Regions from separate parts of the Mus musculus genome. Here region 1 is linked to region 2. A link is a contact called in public Hi-C data. All regions are on one chromosome and are shown on one strand. Each heading gives the region's core, a stretch centred on a gene start, on an enhancer-like site or on the middle of the called end of the contact. The rest is flanking DNA. Distances are from core to core; before and after follow the strand shown. Region 1 has its middle 61 kb from the start of 4930555M17Rik. Region 2 holds the start of 2700069I18Rik (RIKEN cDNA 2700069I18 gene).

Region 1 (4,596 bases), core at 1,985-4,484, 230 kb before region 2:
TCCAAACATTGTAATGCTTTGATTTGCTTTCCAAAAAGGCAGAAGGTTACTTGAAGGTGAGACGAATCTTACTATGTGGTGGATGACAATCATAAACTTACTGCTTGATCTATTAGGATCAGGATATCCAGAAGACTACCATTTTCATCTGCTTTTATGGCAAACATTGCACAAGGGTTACAGTTCTGCTTTACCTGGGGTACAGTCCTCTAAATCAGTTAATCTAGATGCTGAACTATGAGGAACAGAAGTTCAAGGACTTTAGGCTACAGAGTATATTCAAAGCCCATTTGCACAACATAATGAGAATGCGTTTCAACATAAAACGCGAAAATGAATAGGAGAAATAGGCTCACTACTAGATAGCACAGTCCTTGCCTCAGAGGCACCTGAGGTACCTCTGCATTCAGTTCCATTTTTAAAATTGTAAAGTTAGAGATCAGCAATCAGGCAGCATTTCTCTTCAGGTGGATTTTGTGATTCTCAAAAGCAAGCATCATAACTTCTGTATCTTTTGTACCTTTATCCATGTTTCATACTTGGCAGACACAGCCTCTGCCTTCTATGATAATATAGTCTAGCTGTAAAGAAATGACAACTGCCAGTAGGAAGAACCTTAGTCATATAATCAAGAGCAATATATGTCTTCAGAGCTGTGATTTGGAGACCAACCTCACAAGACGACAAAATCCAGTGAGATTAGTCAGGAAAAAATGTCTGACGGAGGTAAATTCTAAATTGACCTTTGAAAGACTGACAAATGCTTAGGGGTAAGTGGTTTTGTAACAGCTTCACTTGCTGGGTCCCAGTATGATTTTTTTTTTTTTTTGAGAAAAGCAATTTCAATGCAAAGAGAAAATATAAAACCTAGGGCAATTTTTTTCTGTAGATATGGGCTTTGAACCAGTTTTAATTTATCTTCAAAAAGAACCAGCCTAGTGGTACAATAGCATCACTAATAGTTGGAGATTGGGAGGAAATCAAAACTGGTGACTTTCAAGTCTAATACAGAAGACATTAGTACCAACTGTTTGTATTGTTCCAGGGAGGAAGCTAAGCAGGAACGTCAAAGAAATGGAGAAATGACAGACAGACAGACAGACAGACAGACAGACAGACAGACAGATGAATACACAGAGAAATGAGGTAGAATGCATTAGGCTTTCTGCTGGAGAAACCATTGTACCTCAGAAGCTCAACCTATTTGTTACATACAGTTGAGTAGAGAAATGAGGTTATTGGAGAAGGCTGGTTATTACAGATAAACAATGACTCAGAGTTTATGGCATACAGATGGATCAAGGAGACAGGCTTAGCAACTCTTAGTAGAAGCACAGGGTGTCAGTCTTCAGACTATAATCATCCATGTGGGAAGAAACCTATTGTGAATTTTTGCACACACAGTAGGCACACACTGCCTTTTTGCTTTGGGTCTGAGACTAGGGCCCTTGATATAGTTATGCTCATGTCATCAAGGCAGACTCACACTGGATGTCACACCCTCAAGTATCTCTTCATCTCCAACACAGTAACAGTGGTGGCTTTTAAGAAATAACTGATTGGATTGGTTACTGTGAAATAGGACTCAGAAACCTAAAACCCAAAGGCATATGTCCCCAACTAGTCCTAAGAAGTTCAAGGCCTCTGAGGCAACAGTTTACAATGAAGGTCAGTTCCAAGAAATGATAACTTAGTGATCTGGAGAAAGGAATGAGTATTAAGAAATTTCTTGTCGAGGTTATATGTATATATTGTAAAATAAGCTTCTTCAAATGGATATTTTTCAATAAAATCAATGTTTCTCTATATTAGATGACATACATGTAATTTACTGTTCATGAATCTGTGATATATTGGTTATCTGAATTTCATATATGAGTCTTGTGGGCTACTCAGTTGATATGGCTGACAAGAGGAAGAACAGGCTCCTGATTCCAAACCTATGATTTCCAAAGACGTGCAAAGTCTCCCTCATTCAGTATCACAGTGAGGGTGTGCTTAAATTTTACTTTATTATTTTTTAATTAAGTAATTAATTAACTAATATGTATTTATTTATCTATTTATTTACTGACCTCTGGGTACATGGTCTGATAGGGAATTCCAGTTTCAGCCATGGAAGTGTCAATCATATTAAATAGCCAGTATATAGTAATGCCAGTAATACATTGACAGAAATAGAAATATTAATAATATAGATTGTTACTAGAGTTGTGAGTAGAAATTGCTTTACATGTATCAGACATCTACAGGTGAACTTTTGGAAGTATATTGGCTTAGTTAGCTTTCATTTAATATGAATTCAGTGTATGTGGAAGTTGGAACATAGGATTTGAGTATTACATTTTCTAGAAAACTGGGAAAGACATCACAAAATCTCTACTTTCATTACGGTACACTTGTAGGCATTTGCCTTTATCTTTCTGGAATACAAGCTATTCATTTTTTAAGTGTTTCACTCAGATTTACAAAGCATTAAGAAAGTTTATTAATTACCCTTTCCTTTACAACATGCCAGAAGATTTTCTCTTTCCCTCCCTACTAAATGTATCTTAAATCCTAAATAGATTCATGGGATTAAGTTATAGGACTAATATTGGGCAGACTTACCCAGGATTTATTAGGGATGAATGTGACCAATGGAATTGGCAGCTGGAGTGTTCCTCCTACTTTCTTCCCATGTCATAAAATAACATTGTTGTCATTATTGCCTCATTTCCATAGCTTGAAATATGCTCATCAGTCTGAGCATAACTAAATAGTTTTATTAGCGGGAGGAGGAGGAAGAGGAGGAGGAAGAGGAGGAGGAAGAGGAAGAGGAAGAAGAATCAAAGGAACAAAGAAAATCTTTCCAGTTTTCAGATGGTCAGCTGACATCAGAGGACTGGCAAGTTGCCAAAGCACAACTCTTCATCTCCTCTACTGCCTCCCACACCCAGATGATGGAATAAGTCGTATTCAAAATATTTTGGGAGCCTCTTGTTGCAGGCAGGAACATCCAGTTTTGCCTACTGATGAATCCTTACTGTTACAAATTAGCTATGCAGAACTTGTCTCAAGTGCTAAAAGTGCCAGTAATGGTCATACTTTTGTCTTAAAAACACATGTCTGAACTGTAATGGTGGTGCTAATCCTGATTTATTCCTCCAAATGCCAAACCTGGAAGGCAAGGTCACAAAGGTCAGTGGGTTTCCCTTATGGTAAGCTTCAAACAAAACAAGAGAAGCTTGGCTAGAGGAGACACTGGCGGATGGGGTGACTCTAATCTTGCCCTCCTTTACCCAGACAGCCCTCTTACAGCTCAGCTGTCACCCAGGATTACTGACTGCCTTCCTGGGTGGCTGCTGCTTAGCCCCTGAAATGTTTTGCTCATTTTTTTTCTCCAGTAGAACCAACTGTCTCCTTAGAAAAAAAAAAAAAAACCCTAAAACCAAAAAATATTGCAGCCCTCATGTTAATAAGACCTCAGGATTCCCTCCGACTGAAAGCCGTGCAAGCTAGGAAGGATCCTCTTTTGTCTCGTTCCCACGTTTTACACAAGTTTTCAGTCTCCTTAATCTTTTACATTCAAAACATTTTGGTGTAGTAGATCTGTATTTAATTAGCACAGACACTTGGAAAACTAAGTCACTTGGCCTGACAAGGAGAAGAAGGAAGGAAGAAATGTTTCAAACCTAAAGATCTGACACTCCAAAGTGCAGCAGCTTAGCTACATCATCTCCCAGTTATTGAGGCTGGATATGGAAGCAATCCTACGTTTATAAAGTATTTGGAAGCAACTCCGATTAGGATTAGTACTCTACCTCATGTGAACAGGAGTTATCACATTCTGACACCATGTCCTGAAGCTGATCCAGCTTTCAAGGTTTGTGCAGTGAACTAGGAACCTTTAAACCCCAGCACCCCTTGTACTCTGGTGTACACTTGCTATCTGGTCTCCATCAGATGGCTGACCTCAATGCTTGCCAGTAGCTTCAGTGTGTGTTTCCTCTCCTGTGATTTCATGCTCTCCCTATTCACTACCTCACAGGTATCGCTATGGTAAGAAATAAACCCTGTGGGGGTTTTGAAGAAGTCACAAAGAATTCTGTCCATGCTAATTTCCCTTCGGGTAGCCCCATAACTCTCACATACTGTCAAACTGGTAGAGGCATAGACAAACGTCTCTCTTCAAAATAAAGCCTACAAAGGGAGGTCAGAGGGAAAATGTGCTTGAGCCAAACCTGAAGGCCTGAATTTAATTCCTGGGTCCCTCATCACAGAGAGCAGTCACTGAATCCTGTGAGTTGTCTTTTGACTTCTACTGGTTGAATATGTGTTCCACTCCTGTAAACTTAATAGATGCAATATTTTTCAATTATCATTAATCTAAATCATTACACCCAATCATTATGACTAAAAGTCATATTAAAGATTTGCAACATTATAAAAGTATTTTTTTAGGGTTTGGGGGGTTGTAGCATAGTGGTAGAATATGAACTTGGCATGCAGGAGCCCCTAAACTTGATCTGTGCCCAGTATCAAAGAAATAAAAAGGAAGAAAACGTTGTACAATCCCAGCACTCATGAGACTGAGGCAGGCATAATGGTATGAAT
Region 2 (4,639 bases), core at 793-3,292:
TTAAATGTATTATCTTTAAGAAATAATTGTAAAACCTCAGGGGTTTTCCAGTTAATGGAAGGGAGACCAAACCACATCAGATTCTGAAATGCAACATTAAACCCTTGCAATCAACAAAACCACCTCAATTCTCATCCATCCAATGCTGGATCTAATATTGTTATTATAGATAATCAGATTTCATTGTGTAAATTTAGGCTCATGGTCAGAATGGAAGCAGTAAATTCTTCAATATTAAACAGCAATTTTCTCAGTCTCCTTTCTGTTTCCCCTTGCTGTTGCAGCACCTTTAAAATAATCCAACTAGCTCACAATTAATGAAGAGTTGCACTACTCCTGCCAAAAGCTGCAAAACACTGCAATAGAGCCGAATGTGTTGTCTTGTTTTTATTAAGTTAGAAACTTTCACTTCCCAGATCCAGAGCTACTGTCTCTGCCTTATCCCATAGTGGGTGCTGCTGCTGTGACTTACACAGCCAGTTCACCTGACCTTCCTTTGTTCCTTGGGTACATTTCACTTTTCGATTTATGGTGCAACCCTCATATTTCATTGACCCTATCTCCATTGCTATAAAAAAGGAAAACACTCCAATAAGAGTTTACTTTTTAAATACATGAGCAGCCAGCTATTGAATAAACACACAGCGATGCTCTCTGCAGTTTATGCCATAAATATTAAAACCATTAAAAACAACTGTTTGACCCTTATGATCCATACACTGAAGCCAGGTGCAAGAGGTTAAAACAGCTGGCTAGCCATCTTTTATTTTTTTGTGTTCCTTCCTGCTGCTTGAAACCACAGCCCTTGAACAATATCAAACATTCCCTTAAGGATTTACTTTTTATTTTATTTTATTTTTAATTTGGAAAAAAATCTTCTATTTATTTAATGTGCTTCTTAGTGGAGAAGGAAAACTCTAAAATAGTAACAGATGCAGTGAAATAATCCCCAAATTTCCTTTATGCGTTATTAAAACCCATCCTTTTCAACAAATGTTATACACATTATTCTTTTTATTCTTCATTTAGAAAAGAGAAAATAGCAAAAAGCGAAAGAAAGGAAGAAAGGAAGAAAGGAAGAAAGGAAGGAAGGAAGGAAGGAAGAAAGAAGTCTGAGCTTGCTCCGTCAGTTTTGTCAGTAAACACAAGGTAAAGCAAGTGTGGATGGCAGCAAGTGTTACATACCCGGGCTGTGTTTTTGCTTTGCTCTCAATGGAAGCGATCGATGCCCATGTCACTGTCGCGTCCCAATCGCAGCCAAGTCTCAGCCTTAATCTAAGCACCAACCGAAAAGGCAGCGGCAGCCTCAGCCTCTCCCTGACTCTTCCAAACATTCACCCAACTAAAAATATAATACTACATATGAGGTCTAACCACTCCACGTGTATAGGGATCACGCCACTGAAAATCCAGGAGAAGAAAATTATAAAAAGAGAAAGAAAGAAAGAAAGAAAGAAAGAAAGAAAGAAAGAAAGAAAGAAAGAAAGAAAGAAAGGGAGGGAGGGAGGGAAATGGAAAGGGAAAGGGAAGGAAAGGAAAAAGGGGGAAAAAAACGAAAAAATTAAACCCCTCCTGTTTCCAGTCTCCTCTCTCTCTTCCTCTCTCCTCTCTCTGTCCCGTGTGTGTGTGTCTCTCTCTCTCTCTCTCTCCTTTTGCCATCTACATGATCCTTGATTAAACATGGAACAGAGTTAATAAAGGGTTGGGGGGGGGGTGCTCAAGGAGAGGAAATGCAACTGTCAGAAATCACCAACGCTAGATTTCTTGGTGAACCTGCCTCTGTCTGAGTCAGTGTCAATACACCATCTTCGTCCACTGAACTTGTCTTTGGGTTTTTGTTTGGTGCTGGTGGGGGATGTTGTTCTGTGTGTGCTTTTTGGGGGAGGGGGAAAGTGAAGGCAAGGTTGGGGCTAGAGGTGGGGGGAGTGGGGCGAATGTGTGTTCTGTGAGTGTTGACTGTGAGTGTGTGTGTGTGTGTGTGTGTGTGTGTGTGTGTGTGTTTGGGGGGGGGGTGTCCATGTTTGTGATCTGAACCTTTGGTACCTACAAAGAGGGTGTCTCACCGAAAGGTAGCTAAAACCTCTCCAGAACGGCGCACGGAACTGTGGAGACACAGCGGAAGGCTCCTCTGGAGCCTCATATCTGGGCCGAACCCTAGACCCAGCGCTTCAAGGAGCCCCTCGCTTGGATCACAGGTAACAAAAGAAATAACCAATGCATGGTCTTCTGGGAGAGGGGGCAAGATGGGGGAACATTCCGGAACTTGGCCATCACTGAGGAACTTTTATACAATTATAGAAAAATTTTATTTTATTTTTTCTGATAGAAAAGAGCAAAAGGAATGGAAAGGGACGGAGGGAGGGAGGGGGAAAGAGAGAGAGAGGAAAAAAAGAGAAGAGAAGAGAAGAGAAGAGAAGAGAAGAGAAGAGAAGAGAAGAGAAGAGAAGAGAAGAGAAGAGAAGGGAAGGGAAGGGAAGGGAAGGGAAGGGAAGGGAAGGGAAGGGAAGGGAAGGGAAGGGAAGGGAAAGGAAAGGAGAGAAGAGGGAAGGGGAGGGGAGGGAGAGGAGAGGAGAGGAGAGGAGAGGAGAAGAGAAGAGAAGAGAAGAGAAGAGAAGAGAAGAAAAGAAAAGAAAAGAAAAGAAAAGAAAAGAAAAGAAAAGAAAAGAAAAGAAAAGGAAAAGGAAAAGGAAAAGAAGCGAGACCAGGCTCACTCCAGCCCCTGGTAGCCTAACTGATCATATCAGGTCAGAAGGCATGCTTGGTGCCAGCTGAAGCTGAGGAGGTGAAGTTCATTTGCAGACATGGAACCCTGTAGTGAGTGTGTGTGTGTGTGTGTGTGTGTGTGTGTGTGTGTGTAAAATGCATCAATTCCCACAGTCAGCCACATCTCCTTTACACACACACACACACACACACACACACACACACACACACACACACCCTTGCCCTTTACCAAAAAAGAAAGCAAAGGCTCTTGATCTCCAGCCGCGGGTGTCCTCTTAGTGTGGCGATCAATCCCCAAACCCCGGGGCGAGCTGCCTCCACTCCCAGGTCTGCGGACATAGGCCGGGAGATCCCGCCTCCTAACGGACCTACCAGGTCCGCAGCGCCCGTGCAGCCAAGAGCCGCCAGGGCCTGCCGCTGCCGGCCGCGCTCCGCAGACCGGTGTCTACCTGCAGCCAAGCCCCGCGCTCGCCCATCCTCCCGGGCCCGGCGCCTCGCGCGCACCAGCCCTGGCCTGCCACAGCCCCGCGCAGTGAGTGCCCTTCGGGAACTTGAGAAAGGGTGGAGAAGGGAAAAGGAAGATGAAAAGGAAACCGAGAAGAGTACAGGGGAGGATCAAGGGAGAGGAGAGGAGAGGGGGGCTGCGAGCCCCACCGACCACTGTCCAAACTTTCGGAGAATGTGTGCAGAGGAAACATCATCTCGATGGGGTGCAGGGACGCGGAGCGAGCGAGGACCCCAGATAATGTCCGAGCCGCTGCCGAAATGACAGCTTCGCCGGATCACCAGAGTGTCTCCGGCTCCCGAGGAAAGCAGAACCCGAAAAGACTGAGAAAAAGACAGAAAACTGCTCGGCCGAAAGTCACTTAATACAAAAGTTAAATCTTGAAAAGCATGCCTCCCCCCCACCTCCAGCCCCAATCCCCCCTCCGCCTGTGCCTTCTCCCTCCCTCAGCAGAGCAAATCTTTGAGCCAAAAAAAAAACGGGGGAAAGAGATGGAAAAGGGGGGCAGAGCGGAAGAGGTGGTCGGGATGAGGGTACGTGTGCTAGGGCGAGCGGTAGCAAGCGATCTAGGGGTAGAGAGGCGGAGAGGGAGAGGGAGAGAGAGTGAGCGAAATATCAAAGATTGTGCAAGATCAGGCTGGAAAGATAATCGATACTCGACCTAAATTTAACACAAACTACTCAATAAAAGTTAAAGAAAAAACTTACTTTCCATTTCCCTGCAGTTCCTACTCGATCTTCGCCTCTTTTTTGTTTTGCTTTTATTTTACGTACAGCTGATCACATCCAAGTAAAACGAGAGGGTTCATTAAAAAGAATAAAAAATAAAAAAATAATCCTCGAACTTTATTGGGTGAAAATAAAAACGCTGGAGCAAAAAGTGGGGAGCACGGAGCGGTCCTCGGGGTTCCGGGAGGAGTTAAAGCATGTGCCGACCGCGGTCTCGCTGTTTGCTTGTGAAGGGGTTGGGAAAAGGAGGAAAGGAAATGAAAATCCGATATGTCTTTATTCTGCTAATTATTATCGTTTTAGCCCTGTTTAAAAAAAATGGCTGATTAAGTTGAGTGCGCATGTCTTTGTGTGTCTATTCCCGATATGCACTCTGGGAATGAGAGAGGAGAGCGAGGGAGAGGGGGAGGGAGGGGGGAGAGGTGTAATTAGTGAGGTGATCAACATTCCCCAGACTGCAAATGACGCGCAGCCAGGACTCAAAGCAGCCTGGGAGCCTCGCGACTTCCAGGGCTCCTAGCGTTGCGGCTGGAGCCCTGGACGAGGCGACTAAGGAGACGGAGGATGGGGACCTCCGGGGCTCGCACCCCATGCGCCCCTGCGCACAACTCTCAAACTTCATTAGACACACACGAACACACTCTCACACAGAGACAGCAAAGAGAAGAATATAAAAGCACA

The links. A called contact is a pair of places that touch in the nucleus more often than the background predicts.
Region 1: a Hi-C map of muscle stem cells shows a contact between it and region 2, with 2.2 times the contacts expected there. The contact joins the enhancer-like site here to the promoter of 2700069I18Rik in region 2. A contact is called at or near these places in 3 of 39 promoter capture datasets (hippocampal neurons and liver), 2 of 484 Hi-C or Micro-C datasets (muscle stem cells and nephron progenitors), 1 of 115 datasets of contacts at active chromatin or transcription factors (embryonic midbrain) and 3 of 9 other capture datasets (adipose tissue, liver and pancreatic islet).

What each region holds. Positions count from the first base shown.
Region 1 is chr3:5,452,314-5,456,909 of GRCm38.p6, reverse strand. No RefSeq gene overlaps it. Among named protein-coding and RNA genes, the nearest start is that of 4930555M17Rik, 61 kb to the left of the region's middle. Within about 2 kb of position 3,234, at least 9 of the 459 cell types and tissues checked have an H3K27ac peak or open chromatin away from gene starts, as enhancers often do. A contact at or near this core is called in muscle stem cells, where this site is marked.
Region 2 is chr3:5,218,226-5,222,864 of GRCm38.p6, reverse strand. 2700069I18Rik (RIKEN cDNA 2700069I18 gene) reads left to right here and starts at 2,042. Exons shown (of 3, transcript NR_045905.2): 1 at 2,042-2,195. It overlaps Zfhx4 (zinc finger homeodomain 4), which reads right to left and starts at 4,311. Exons shown (of 11, transcript NM_030708.2): 1 at 3,938-4,311.